Linked DNA regions of Triticum aestivum: region 2 is linked to region 1. Evidence: chromatin contacts called from public Hi-C data. All regions are on one chromosome and are shown on one strand. The core of a region is the stretch at or near the end of the contact, and the rest is flanking DNA. Distances in the headings are between cores, read along the strand shown. Region 1 holds the start of LOC123102106 (heavy metal-associated isoprenylated plant protein 35). Region 2 has its middle 160 kb from the start of LOC123102106.

Evidence for each region. Hi-C and Micro-C count contacts between places; a contact is called where the count stands out from the background.
Region 2: a contact with region 1 is called in a Hi-C map of leaf, with 5 times the contacts expected there. The contact joins the enhancer-like site here to the promoter of LOC123102106 in region 1. A contact is called at or near these places in 1 of 5 Hi-C or Micro-C datasets (leaf) and 1 of 1 datasets of contacts at active chromatin or transcription factors (leaf).

What each region holds. Positions count from the first base shown.
Region 1 is chr5A:30,161,431-30,168,563 of IWGSC CS RefSeq v2.1, forward strand. LOC123102106 (heavy metal-associated isoprenylated plant protein 35) reads left to right here and starts at 3,216. Exons shown (of 2, transcript XM_044523387.1): 1 at 3,216-3,506; 2 at 3,605-4,812. The coding sequence starts at 3,419. The coding sequence ends at 4,530.
Region 2 is chr5A:30,321,331-30,328,463 of IWGSC CS RefSeq v2.1, forward strand. No RefSeq gene overlaps it. Among protein-coding and RNA genes, the nearest start is that of LOC123102106, 160 kb to the left of the region's middle. Within about 2 kb of position 4,346, at least 3 of the 8 cell types and tissues checked have an H3K27ac peak or open chromatin away from gene starts, as enhancers often do. A contact at or near this core is called in leaf, where this site is marked.

The DNA.
Region 1 (7,133 bases), core at 1,966-4,465:
CATCTGTCTCGGCTTCATCGAAATCGCAGGGCCCAAGGATAAGCAAAGCCTTTTTCCTTCCTCATGAAAAATGTGCATGTAGTAGTGCGGCCTAGCCATGGTGCAGTCCAACGTCTCATCATGCTTCTCCAAAGCTACTAGTACTAATATTTCAAAAGCTAATAATTCTTCCAAGGTCGTACTACTTTCGTCCTGGTTTATTCGTCCTCATTATACCATGTGTTAAATTTTGATCATATATTTAACCAACAAAATGTTTATGCGCGTCATAAGAAAGTATATCTTTGAAAACTATGTTCAAATATAAATCCAACAACATAATTTTTGTTGACATGCATTAATATTTTGTTAGCTTCATATTTACTCAAAATTTGTTACAAATTACGGAAGGGGCCAATAAATCAGAACGGATGTAGTACTACCATTTCTATGCTCCTGCCAAAGGTGGACCTGCGTCCTCCACCACGAGTCTCGCACCAGCGCGGATGACGTAATCGACAGCCAGTCTACCATTTCTCTACCAAGCAAAAAACAAAGGTAGCAATAATTCAGGGATGAACCTTTCCACTTTTAAAAAATAAAAATATCGAGAGTACGTCAATGGCGCAGGCTTACGGCAGATTCCACTTCCATCTTTTCACTTCATATTCATGTGCATAACCATGCGGCTATCTTTTTTATTTAGAGCCTTGAGATTCCACGAAATCAGCTTCTAGTCAACTATTCAACCTCTCCCGCGCCCTTAATTTAAGTATGCATTTAATTTTGACTCCATTTCCCACCGAGCGTCAAATTTTACGACCAGAGGAAACCCAGCCCATCAACGTGATTGTGCCAGTTGCCCCACAAAAAGCTCAATTTTCACTAGGACACACTAGCCCATCAACGTGATGTATTTTGAAACAAAAAGATTATAATACCAGAAAATGTCATACATGAACTTTCACAAAATGACCATGCATTAGAAGTAAACTTGTCATATCATGAAACAAAACAAGGAAACTTAACAAATTATTCTACAAAAGCACCGGAAATCTAATTCGGCTCTTGGGAGTATATGCTCCCGCGCATCAAAAATGCTTTTTGCAAATGTCAAAAGAATTTGAGAAAACATGGATGGGCATCACTCAAATGCTACCTGCAATTTTAGGGGAAAGCTTAAGCATCTTGTACTGTGCAAAAAAAAGTCAAACGCCAAATGTTACCTCCAAGTGTTGCACTTAATTTTCTTTAAACACCGCTATCCCGCTTCACATGAAAATTATGAAGCACCCTTGGTATACTAACAAGAACATCTAGAGAAATAATCATGATTTTTAAATTTAAGGGAAAGCTTAGGCATTTTGCGCTGTGCAAAAAAAGTCAAATGCCAAATGTTATCTTCAAGTGTTGCACTTAATTTTGTTTAAACACTGTTATCCCGCTTCGCATGAAAATTGTCAAGCACCCTTGGTATACTATAATAGCATGAAACAATAAAAAATTATTGATAGGTTGCAGATGTATCATGTATCGCTCTAGGTTGTGGCAGTTACATACTGAATCTCATCTAAACATCCATCGCTACTCCATGCCTACACTTTAATACAATTGCCTTTGTTCAAGTTACTCTGCTTGCTACACAAGTGCTACTTGTACCGTTACTATTGCTATCATTGCTACCATATTGTTGTGCTACTACTAAACTGCTGCAAGGAAGTGATTCACAGGTGTGGTTGAATTGACAACTGAGCTGCTAAGGCTTATAAATATTCTTTGTCTTACCTTGTGTCGAATCAATTAATTTGAATCAAATACTTCCCTCAAAGACTATTTGGACCCCTATACTTGTGGGGTCATCAATGAAGTACCGAGCTTAGGGACATGGTGTTTTTTAGCTCAAGCTCAAATGAGCTCGAGTGAACAGTAAAATCCGAAAAAAATTAAAAAAACTTCTGACTTTTTTGGTGCAAGCATTGACAAAAGTTCTCAGTGCTCACAAAATTTCATCACGAAATAACATTCGTGGAAGTCATACAAAAAAATGATCCTCCAAAAGTGTTATTTTCGAAAACATTTTGTGAATGTTTCCACCAAAAATGTTCACATTTTTTTGAAATATTTTACATTTTTTTTGGATTTTACTATTCATCGCGAGCTCAAATGAGCTCGCGAGCAGAAGATGACTTCCACTAGCTTAGTTGTTAATGTTATATGCTTAGCTAATTTTTATACGCACAATATGAAATTGGTGGTGTTGCGCCAACATGGCATGTCATTGGTGATATATATTTCTAGTTGTGTTGGACACGTGGCACGCCATTAGCACATAGTTATTGCTCATGTGCGCACAAACGCCATCAGTAAAAATTATCACTCACGCTATATTGGTGGTGTTGGGTGCCAACGCCACCAAGGCTCTTTTTGCCACACCACTACTAGGCTTTTTCTGCATCAGTGCTACATGAAACTCATGTGAAATATACCCAAGATAATTGTCTTTAGGGATGGAAGAGTTTAGAACAAATGGGGAGGTTTGTGATGTGAGAATTTGTGCACATTGTGCATTGTACGGTAAATCGTAAAGTAGAAAAGAAATTGCAATTCAGTTAGAAGATTTATTTTTGTAAAATTTAAGTATGAAAAATTCTAAAACAAAGAAGAATTGCATGCATTTTGATGTTTCTGTGTATGATGCATTGTAAATCGTGAAGTAAAAAAGAGTGTCATTTCATTCAGAAGAGAAATATATGAATAGTTAAAGCATGAAAGGTTTTAGAACAAACGAGAAACCCTTGTGTTTTGGGGTTTGTTTATTGTGATTAAGCTCAACCATGAAATATTTTCAATAGTACATGTGGCAGAATTTGTTGTTGTGCAGATGATATCCAACGGTCAATAGTGTCCGAATTTGCTATATTTGCACCGGCAGATTGGCTTCATCCAAAGACATATTTTAAAAATTACACATATGCTACAGAGCGATCATAATCATTGAAGAGCGTTTTGATGGCAACTTTAGTTATCGCGTGGATGTCAGTACGATAAATTTTGATGAAAAACAGAAGTGCAGTGGAGTTGCCGTGCTCGACCGACCAACATAAATTGTCATCAAAATCACTCTCAAATATCATGCTCCCAACAATACGGCCGCCGGAACGGATACCTAGGAACGGAACGGATACGCCGCCGCCGCCTGGGTACTAACAATACGGCCGCCGCAGCAGAGCACCCGGCCGGCCCACATGTCAGCGGCCATGTGGTCGTACTCCATCCCCGCGTCCACCTCTATAAGTTGAGCACCGCATCTGCTGCCTCCCCTGAGCTCCCAGCGTCCTGAGAGGAGAGCCACAGACTCGAGCGCCCCCCCATCCTCATCCTGCTCCCTAACCAAGAAGCGAGACGACGGTGACCAGTCCCCAGAGCGCACTCCCACACCATGGATCTCCAGACCTTCGTGCTGAGGGTGACCATCCACTGCCATGGCTGCAAGAAGAAGGTCCGGAAGGTGCTCAAGAGCGTCGAAGGTACCAGCGTCGCCCTCCTTAATTCTCCTCCCGCCGCTGCATTTTCGGCTTAATTAGCTTACTAAGTGGTCGTCGCGCGTTTTGGTTGGGGTGCTCAGGCGTGCAGGACGTGAAGGTGGATGCCCAGCTGCACAAGGTGATGGTGACCGGCACCGTGGACGCCGAGACGCTCATCAAGCGGCTGCACAAGTCGGGCAAGCAGGCCCTGCCATGGCAACACACGCCTGCCAAGAATCCCGACCCTGCGCCGCCAGCCCCAGCCGACGCCCCCGCGCCGGCCGGGGACGGCAGCAAGGATGCTGCTGTGGCCGACAAGAAGCCGGCGGAGCCTGTGAAGGAGCCGCAGGCCGACAGCTCGGACAAGAAGCCGGAGCAGGAGACGGCCCCCGAGAAGAAGCCTGAGGCGGAGAAGGAAGCAGAATCTGAGAAGAAGGCTGACAAAGAGGAGGAGGCAAAACCAAGCGACGAGGCAAAGCAAGACGGCGGCGAGGGCGAGCCCAAGGCAAAGGGCGCCGAGCCCGCGAGTGAGCCCGCTGCCGCCGCAAAGGAGGCCGGCGGCAATGACGAGGCCGAGGCGAAGAAGAAACAGAGCAAGCCCAAGGACGCCGATAGGTCCCTGTCCCATGCGCCGATGCACGCGCACCACGAATTCAACCCGTACGGCGCGCCGCAGCCGGTGATGAGCTACAACATGGCGCAGCCGAGAGCGAGCGTGTCCCACTACGCGCCGCGGCCGGAGCAGGGCTACTCGCTGCAGCAGCAGCAGGCCGGGTACTCCTCCTCCTCCATGATGCAGCACCCACCGGCGCCGGCGCAGCAGGCCTACTCCCAGCAGGCGCAGCCAATGCAGCAATGGTCGCCGTCCTACCTCTACATGCCGTACCCGCACGCGTCGCCGGAGTCCTACTACCAGGACTACTACAGCCCGCCCGGGACGCACGCGGCGCCGCCACCCCTGCCGCCGCTCCAGGACTCGTACCGCCTGTTCGACGACGAGAACCCCAACTCGTGCAGCGTCATGTGATCGATGGCGGCTCCGGCCACCGCCGGAAAAGTAGCCAGAGGCGGCCTCATAATCGTATCGTAATAGAGACCTCTCTGGTTGTAGGTAGAGACAGTAGCTTGTTACTCTCTTCGATTGGGAGGTCAAAGCTCTCCTTGACCAATCCTTTTTCTTTTTCTTCTTCTTCCTCTTTAATTTCTTCTTCTATTATTGCTACTATTACTGTTCTAAATAGAGCATGTAATTGTAATGAGAGAACCTTTACATGTAGTAGTAGCATCAATGAGATCTTCCACCCTACTAGTACCACTAGCATTTTGTATAATCTAAAAAGACATGAGAGAGAGAAACATAAAAGATAACACGGATTATATATTATACATCTAAAGAATCTTCTCTAGAGGAATTAATTACTCAGTCCCGTAATATGCGTTTTTGACACTATTGTAGTGTCAAAAACGCTCTTATATCACTGGACGGACGGAGGGAGTAGTAGAAAGGTCGTGGTCTGTGCTCCAATCCAATCATGCATGTCTAGAGGATATCCTTGCCGATTCTTGTGGCCAGCTCCCGAGCAGCCTCTGACGATCGATGAGGCCCAATCACCTTCCCTTTGCCACCGATCAAGTTTAGCACGATAATGATGTTTAATTAATTAGTGTGATGGCTCAGCAGCCCAACTTGTTTAGGTTGGTGCTCGGGGTGAGGCCAAGCTGGCCGGTTTGTCTGAAGCCTTTTCATATAGCTCATCGGTCGCTCATGCCGAATGGTGTGGTGCTGGCCGGTTTGTTTGAAGGCTCTTGAATATAAGCAAGAGGGCTGTGCTTGCCCACATGTTAATGATTTGATTTACCCATGCTGATCTCAGCCTGGGTGATCATGCATGATTTATATATAATGCTGGTACAGTAATAAGATACTGTTATGCTCATTAGAGTCAGCTAATCTGGTTTCATTATTGTGGGTTGCGGGGGTACCATATATATAATAATGGAAAGGTGGTGGACAAATCGTGCCTTGCTTCGTTGTTAGTTAGCCACTGGGGACGGATTAGGACAATGCATGGAGGTATAGAGAGAGAGATGCAGGACAGATGGTGCACATGGCATGCCGAGCACCGAACAGCTAGCGAAAGGTCCCTTACATTTCGCAAGTTTTGATATATTTTTCTGCATTTTATTTTGGGGCGAAATAAAATGTGATATGCGAAATGTCTTGCACGAAGATGCTCTCCATCCATCTAATAGTACAAATAGCGCCAAAACATTGCATACATAATGCCTGGACAGCGGTTCAGGTAGCGAAAGAGCGTCCACCGCTACCCACCCAGTTCATCATCATCATCGTCGTCCACGAGCATCGTTCGGTTCAACGCCGTCTGGATTCTGATCGTGGCACGCGGACAAGCGCAAATCCGAGCCATGGGGCCACTGAATCCATCCCGTTTCGGTGCACATTCGGCACGCATCACTGCTTCCTTCCTTCCTTCCACAGCGTTTATCTGCTCGTCGTCACTGGCGCTGAATGGGTGTGGGTGTGGGTGCACAGCGAGTGGTTGGCGCAATAGGCTCGGCCACCATGCATGTTTCCTGGGATGGAATGGACGCAACTTTCTTTCCAATTTCACCTCTCCGTCTTCTTTTTCTGCGCGCGCTCCCCTTGATTTTTCTCTCACTGTCACACCCATGGAAAATGGACGCTCTCGTGTATATATGTACGTACAACACTCTACGTGTCATAGCGTCAGTTTCCTTGGGCCGCCCGCGCAAACGAGTCAGGTCAAATCCGCTCCCCGAGAAACTCGAAAAATGTTGAAGCTGCTGCTGGAATGGCAAAGAAGATCCTTGGAAGCAATCTCATTCTTTTTCTTCACTTTCCGTGGCTTGCATCATGCCAGCCACCACATGCTCGTGAATCGATGTGGTTGAATGGTTAGAGGTATTGTGGTATTCTCAGCCCATCAGGGTTTAAATCCTGATGCTCGCATTTATTTCTCGATTTATTTAGAATTTTCGGTGATGCGCATTCAATGAAAGGAGACGTTTCCGTCTACAACGAGATGCCTACTGCGATTTTATAAATTTCGAGATGATATGCCGGCTCAGTCTTTCGAAGGTGCTCATAGAGGTAGGGTGTGCATTCATAGGAATGAGTGTATGCGTGTGTATGTGAGCGCTTGCGTCTGTACCGTGTTAAAAAAACCATCACATGCTCCACCGGCGCCATTCCGGGCCTCCGATGCACGAATCATCTTGGTTTCGGTTAGAGCATCTACATCCGCCAGACGCTAAGAAAAACTGAGATGGACGGGCTCCTCATGTCGCTCCTACACACTCGAAGCAACCGACACCTCTCATATCCAATCCAAATCTGAAACGGATATGGGATGGCTGGGCGCGCCAGGTGGGTCCACCATGTTGGGTTGACAGCGGGTTCCCACACAGAAACCCATCAGTTTGACGGGCTTCTCCTCCGGGGCGGGTGTGGACGTATTCATGCCTCCGCGTGGCACCGTTCCAGCTCACCGTTCGAGGGCCAAAGTCCGGCTATTTAAGCCGGACAGCGACCCCCAACCCTAGCCGCATCCATTTCCATCCATCTCCTATTCATGTCGTCACCCCTAT
Region 2 (7,133 bases), core at 3,096-5,595, 160 kb after region 1:
CACACCTCATTTTGTTTGCAAGTTAGATAAAGCTTTGTATGGTTTGACATAGGCCCCAAGAGCCTGGTACTCAAGATTGAGCACACAGTTACAACAACTTGGGTTTACACCATCTAAGGCAGATACCTCATTGTTTTTCTATCAAAAAGGAAATGCCATTATCTATGTTCTAGTATTTGTTGATGACATTATTGTTGCTAGTTCGAGTTCAGACTTGCTTGCTCAAGGATTTAAACATGGAGTTTTCTCTTAAGGATCTGGGAGATCTTCATTATTTCCTTGGCATAGAGGTCAAACAAGTAAAAGATGGTATACTTTTTTCACATGAGAAATATGCTCATGACATACTCAGGAGAGTAGGGTTGGAAAACTACAAACCTGTAAGTACACCAATCTCAACTTCAGAGAAACTCACAGTTGATAGTGGAGAAGCACTTGGACCTGAGGATGCAACAAACTACAAAAGTTTGTGGGTGCATTACAATATTTGACTCTTACACGTCCTGATATTTCTTACTCCATAAACAAAGTGTGTCAATATTTGCATGCACCTACTACTACTCATTGGACTGCAGTTAAAAGAATTGTGAGGTATCTAAAGTTCTCAGAAGGACTTGGACTTAAAATTGTCAAGTCTTCATCTATGCTTGTGACTGCTTACTCGGATACAAATTTGGCTGGGTGTGCTGATGATAGAAGATCCACAGGTGGATTTGCTATTTTTCTGGGAACAAATCTTATATCATGGAGTGTAAGGAAATAGGCTACAGTCTCAAAATCAAGTACTGAAGTTGAATATAAGGCTCTAGCAAATGCCACTGCTGAAGTCATGTGGATTCAAACTTTGCTTTATGAGCACGGTGTTAAGACTCCACAAGCTGCGAGATTATGGTGTGATAATATTGGTGCAACCTATCTTTCAGCTAATCCTATTTTTCATGCATGCACTAAACATATTGAGATTGATTTCCACTTCGTCGGAGAAAGAGTAGCTCGCAAACTGCTTGACATAAAGTTTATACCCAATGGTGATCAATTGGCTGATGGCTTCACAAAGCCTCTCACTATGAGAAGGCTGGATGAGTTCAAGTTCAATCTCAACCTTGGAGTTGCTTAGGTTTAGATTGAGGGGGAGTGTTGGAATAATTGTTTAGAGATAGAACTCTTGTTTAAACTTGTATTCCACTTCTATCTCTTCTTCTGTTCCAACTCTTTCTACCGACCTTCTGTAATCGATCTATCGACCGTTTTCATCTTGTAAGCCACGGCATTGCCCATATAAATACAAGTGCGGCCCGAGCAAAGAGTTCTACGCTTCCCAAATATATTTACACAAGCTTCATCTTCATGCGGCCTTGCTGATCATCCTTCAGCTTTACATTGCTCAAGAATCTCGCCCGCTCTCCATGATGAGCAGGACCTCCTGATTAGGCTGAAGAGGCGGGTCACGAGCCTGGCTGTGTTAGAGAGGGCGCGAAAGAAGCAGCGTGCTCGCATTTCCAACATCAGAGAGGGCGACGCATCCGGCTTTTATTTGACTGGATTGGAAAATACCGAGTCCTTGTTAGAAGCATCACTGTCTCACTTGTTGAAAATGCTCTGAAGCAAGAAACCGTCAAGTTCTTTTCTTCTTCTTCTTTTCACATTATGAAAAATATATAACCCAAGTCTTACCTAACCAAGTACTAGAGGGGTCATAGAGATGAAGCAGCAGGTAAGATGTATCTATTTTTCGAATGGAAAATAGAAGACGAGGAGAATGAGAATGAGTTTGGGGGCTGGAAGTTTTGGTAGGAGATCCTTTCAGAGATTAATCTTGAGATCATGAGATGGATGGGCGTGCATGCATATTCCAGAACATGAAGTGGTAAGTGTCGACTGAAAGAGGCGCCGGGCTGACATGGAGCCGTGTAGGCGGCGATAGCGAGCCACCGGCCTCCGATCCATGACTGGCGGCCACGATGGACGGGAATGGGATGGACCTGACTTTCTTTCTTCTCCCTGCCTTAACAATTAAATTCGCAAAAGGACCTTTTAGAAAGAGATCTTGCCGGGGTTTTGTTTTGTGAGCCTGCTCCCTTCTTCCTAGCTGTCTTCACGAGTCTTCGTCCACAAGCAAAGCAGAATTAAACTTGGGCTTTGCATCGCTGACACATGCATAATTTTAACCGAATTTTCATACTAATTTATATTTATGTCCTGGATGCTTGTAGCCAATCGGAGGTTGCGCGTGGATGGATACCCGAAAGGCCGGCCACCGGTAGTGGGGTTAGGACTTGATCATGGCAAGTTAATAAGTGGAGAAAGTGAAGCCTCTGAATTTGCTTGCCAAGGAGCATATATAGCAGTAGCACGCCTGTTTGTTGCCATCAGCTTCAGACGTCCGGTCGTTCATTTCATTGCGGTGCAGCAACATGTGTATGGCTATGATCCATCTTGTAGGAGTACTACATGATAGTATTTGACCTCTGCGCTGCGGTACAAGTGTCTGATGCTCCTCCTGTACTAGAATGTCTGCACTCAACTTTGCTTTGCTTATCAAGTGAATCATGGACGTATGTTCCGGCATGGAGGTCGTTGGCATCTTTGACGATGATGAGTACTGTAGGCTAGCTTAGATTACCTATGTAGTACATCAATTTTATTTTGCATGCTTTATATGGATTTTAGGTATTTAATATGAGGTAGTTGAATGCAACGGAGAAAAAATAGGGGTGAATGGTTACTGCCCGCAGCTGGGTCTGCACATTGTATAGGGGTTAGATTTACCAAGTTCGGCTCTAGGTGCTCATAGCTACCAAGAAAAAAAGAGAAGAAGAAGAATATACAACGAGGAACAATAGCATCATCATCATTCAAGGTATTAGCGGTTTGGCATGGTCTAACGACTGCTAGGTTCGCTCCATGACTGTTAGTTGGCACACGCCTTTTCCAGGGCTCCGTGACCGTCCAGTCCAAGAACTAGCTAGTAGTTTGAAATCATGAAAAATGTGCGTTGGAAGTTGGAACTAGGCCAAAGTTCACGTGTCGATCTCATATTATTGTCTTGCATGGAAATGGAAACGGGGCAAAGAGAGTAGCCGTAGCAAATGGAACAATCTCTCGCAACTTCCTTTTACATTTCTGATGATTGAAACAAATCTGTCACAACTTTCATGATTAAGTTTCATGACTTCCTTTTGATTCAGCCGGAGCTATCTCCTAGCCGTAGTGCGCCAAACAACACCCCATCAAAGTATGACTCCCAAGTGAGTAGAGTACCAGTACAGGATGAAAAGCTACAGCTGACCAAACGCTGAAATCACATGATTTTGGACCTGTGCTGGTCTACTAGCTGTCAAGGAGAAGAAGAACAAAGAGGAAGAGCTTCTTTTTTTAGAGGTAGAGTTTTTTTTTTTTTTGAAACGGCGGCAAAAACTTTGCCTTTTTCATTAATTAAGAAGAAGAGTTTTGATGCGTAGGGACATTGGCCAGAATGATTTGCCATATACTTAACCGGCTGGTCCCTCCCAAATGCACATACTTAGCTTTCTGCACCAGCTTTTATTTGTACTAAGTACGTACTAACTAAAGCGATGATCACTCGCAATTCTGTGGCTCCGAAAAAAGCCGAAACCTCGCAATCTGCTAGAAGAAGACCCGTACGTGGCATCCCTGTCGCAGACGCCTTACACGCCACAAATGTTTCTTCTTTCTGAAACAGGTATATATAACTCAAGTCTTACCTAACCAAGTACTACAGGGGTCATAGAGATGAAGCAGCAGGTAAGATGTATCTATTTTCCGAATGGAAAATAGAAGACGAGGACGAACGAGGAGAATGAAAAAGAGTTTGGGGGCTGGACGGTTTGGTAGGAGATCCTTTCAGAGATGAATCTTGAGATGGATGGGCGTGCGTGCATATTCCAGAACAAGAAGTGGTACACCTGAAAGAGGCGCCGGGCTGACATGGAGCCGTGTAGGCGGCGATAGCGAGCCACCGGCCTCCGATCCATGACTGGCGGCCACGATGGACGGGAATGGGATAGATGGACCTTTCTTTCTTTCTTCTCCCTGCCTTAACAATTAAATTCGCAAAAGGACCTTTTAGAAAGAGATCTTGCCAGGGTTTTGTTTTGTGAGCCTGCTCCCTTCTTCCTAGCTGTCTTCACGAGTCTTAGTCCATAAGCAAAGCAAGATCAGGAACTGATGGGAAGATTTTACTACTACCATTATGCAATTTTGACGTTGGGCCTAGAAAGCCACGACTTGATCAACGAGCGAGATGTTGTAGTCTGCAGAGAAGGCATGATGTTGCGTGCACGGCTCACTGCTTACGCCCGTCGGTCCGCGTGTTGTAGATGCTCTTACCATCAGCGACCATGGTTGGTCCTACTCCTAGCTAGGGCCGCAGATAGAACCACCTTCCAGGATGGCCAGGAACCGGCGACCTTTCCAGCCGCCGCCGCCGGCGGCTTGTCAAACTTAACTCCTGGGCCCCGGCGATGCGACCACGCTTTGTTTACTGAGTATCTTATTGCAGCACTGCTGCTTTGGCTCAGGAAATTGATGGTTAACAGGAGCTCGCCAATGGGGCTCGGGTTTCTTGGAGCAGAATTAAAACTAGTTGAATGCCCGTGGCAGCGATTTATCACAAGGCCATTCAGCTTCAACGCTTCAGTCATTGAGTCATTTGTTACCGCGCTATAAATCCTCCTATGTTTTCTTCAAGTTCGTAAAATTGTCGTAGTTATTCGCATCATCCCTGACCTACATACTAGTTTCTATCATCCCTGACCTACGGACAAAAAAATGAATATATCATGAGTCGCTCTGCTTCAGCTATTACATTTTCACCTTGCTAAAAATCCACATGCCTTTTGTCTAAGTCGCCAAATTGCCATAGCCATTCCCATCGTCCCTAACTTCTAATGGCTTGCAGCATTGTCATCCACTCCCTCTAAGTTATGAAAAATTCAACAATCCCTAAAACAAGTTAGCAATGCCATGGATCAGAAATCACAAAGTCCTCTCCTTTTTTTTAACATTGCATTAGAGCTCACAGTTCCACTTGTATGAATCATCCTACCTCAAGGTTAGAATAAAGACTTTGATGATGAGAATTATGTATTTATTCATAACACAATTAATTAGAATAAAAGAACTGTGATTGCCTTTTATCCAAAAAGGGTTTGCCCCCGCTTTCTATTCCAAAGCAATCAACATCGAACACATAGCATTGCTAGAAAGTAGCACATGAAGTCCAAAAGAGAAAGAAGAAGAAAAAACAAATGCCAACAACGGAAGATCGACAAAGCGTGGATGACCCGCCACCGCTGCGCCCTCCGGAATCAAACTACCACAACCTGCGGCTTCGATCCGCCGCGTACCAAGCAGCATCTCCAAGAAGGCATGCGACGCCGACGACGCTGCTGCCCAGACGAGTCCCAGGGTTTCCCCCGACACGTGGAGGGAAGTGGGGTATGGCTACCACCGACACCCTCCAGGAAGGAATGGTGGCACCCGCCGGTGTCACCGCATCGGAGCCAGACGAACCGGCAAGGATTTCTCCCGCACTTCAAACCGCACTACCCAACCGGAGCCGTCCAGCCAAACCACCGCCCAACACCATGCGCCATCGTGGTTGCGCCGCAACCCACGTTGTCTCACGGTGAGCACCACCACGAGGCCAAGAAAGACCGGAGAGCAGTGCTAAGCGATGGGAGCAGCAACACCGAAGCCAAGCGGGAGGGAATCACCTCCACCGTAGTCGTGCGAGAGGCTCGGGCCACCGGCACCGTCGCGGTCGCGGTCCGGACACGGCAGCAGGGCATACCAGGCCACCCCTGGCCCGGCCAGGCCCGAAACGGGCCCGTTAAGCCCCGCCGGCCACGCTGCAGCAGGCCGGGGTCGTCGCCGCCAGCACCCAGCACCCAGATGTTTGTTATGAAAAAGTTTTGGTACGTTTTGACTTTTTCTGAATTTTAAAAAAATTAAATACGTAACCAGGTGTAATTACCACCTTGTTCCAAAGGGTATTTTCCCTTGAAGCTGCCGATACGAACCTCAGAGTCCAAGGAAGAATCCACCAACCATGCGCATCCTCTATAACACTAAACTCCCTAGAAATGAAGGCATCTCATTCAATTGAGGTCATCAATATAAAATTGGGTCATCGATTTTGACCGGATCAGCAATCTCTCACTTAATTATTTTAATTCACTATGCTCTCTAATTTTAGAGCTCTCTCATTGCATTCAGAAATTCAATTGGATTTGGTTCATAATTTCCCCTATAGTACATGTGATACTTTAGCTCCAATATAGTACATGCAGCCATCACCGTAGAAAATTCCTCCATATAATTATGAGTTGATTAGCAGGCAACACAAAATCATACCGCGAAAGGCCCAGCAAAACACCGCGTTATATGAATAAAAAGTAAAATACACTCCATCGTCTTCCCCACTAACCAAACCAAATACTCACTTCATTCCCAAATATAAGGTATTAGTTTATTAAAAAGTCAAATTTCTTTAACTTTGATCAAGTCTAGAGCCAAAAATATCTACATACATAATATTAGATAAATAAAATATGAAAATTCATTCATTATGAATGAAAAAGCCATATTTGATATTATGGATATTGATATGTTTCTACTGAAATGTGGTCAAACTTACAGAGGTTTGACTTTTCAAAAATATTTTAAAATAGATGAAGCAAATAAATTATAAAAATTCAATAACATCAACGGCACAGCAAAGCACGCACAACCCTTCTAGTACCATGATGGTGTCCGCCCCAACCACAACTGCTGCACAACCTCCTCTGGCAGTCACCAGTGTACCATGCCTACCTCGCAGCTCTCCTCAGTCTCATACCGGACTTGGCTCTTGGACCAGAATACTGTCATGGGGTTGAAGTGCCTCACGTCAACATAGATAATTGATGTCTTGACACGCCTTGATCCAAAAGTTTGCACCCACCCATGGGCAGTGAATGCAAAACTAGTGAGTTGCTCACCGAAATACTCAACCATATCGTTCCTCTATTGAATACATATCAACCCACTTAAATGTGAAATCGAACATTGTCAATTATAAGAAAATAACATTGATTTTCTCTAGCATGGCACAAAGTCTTGTTAACACT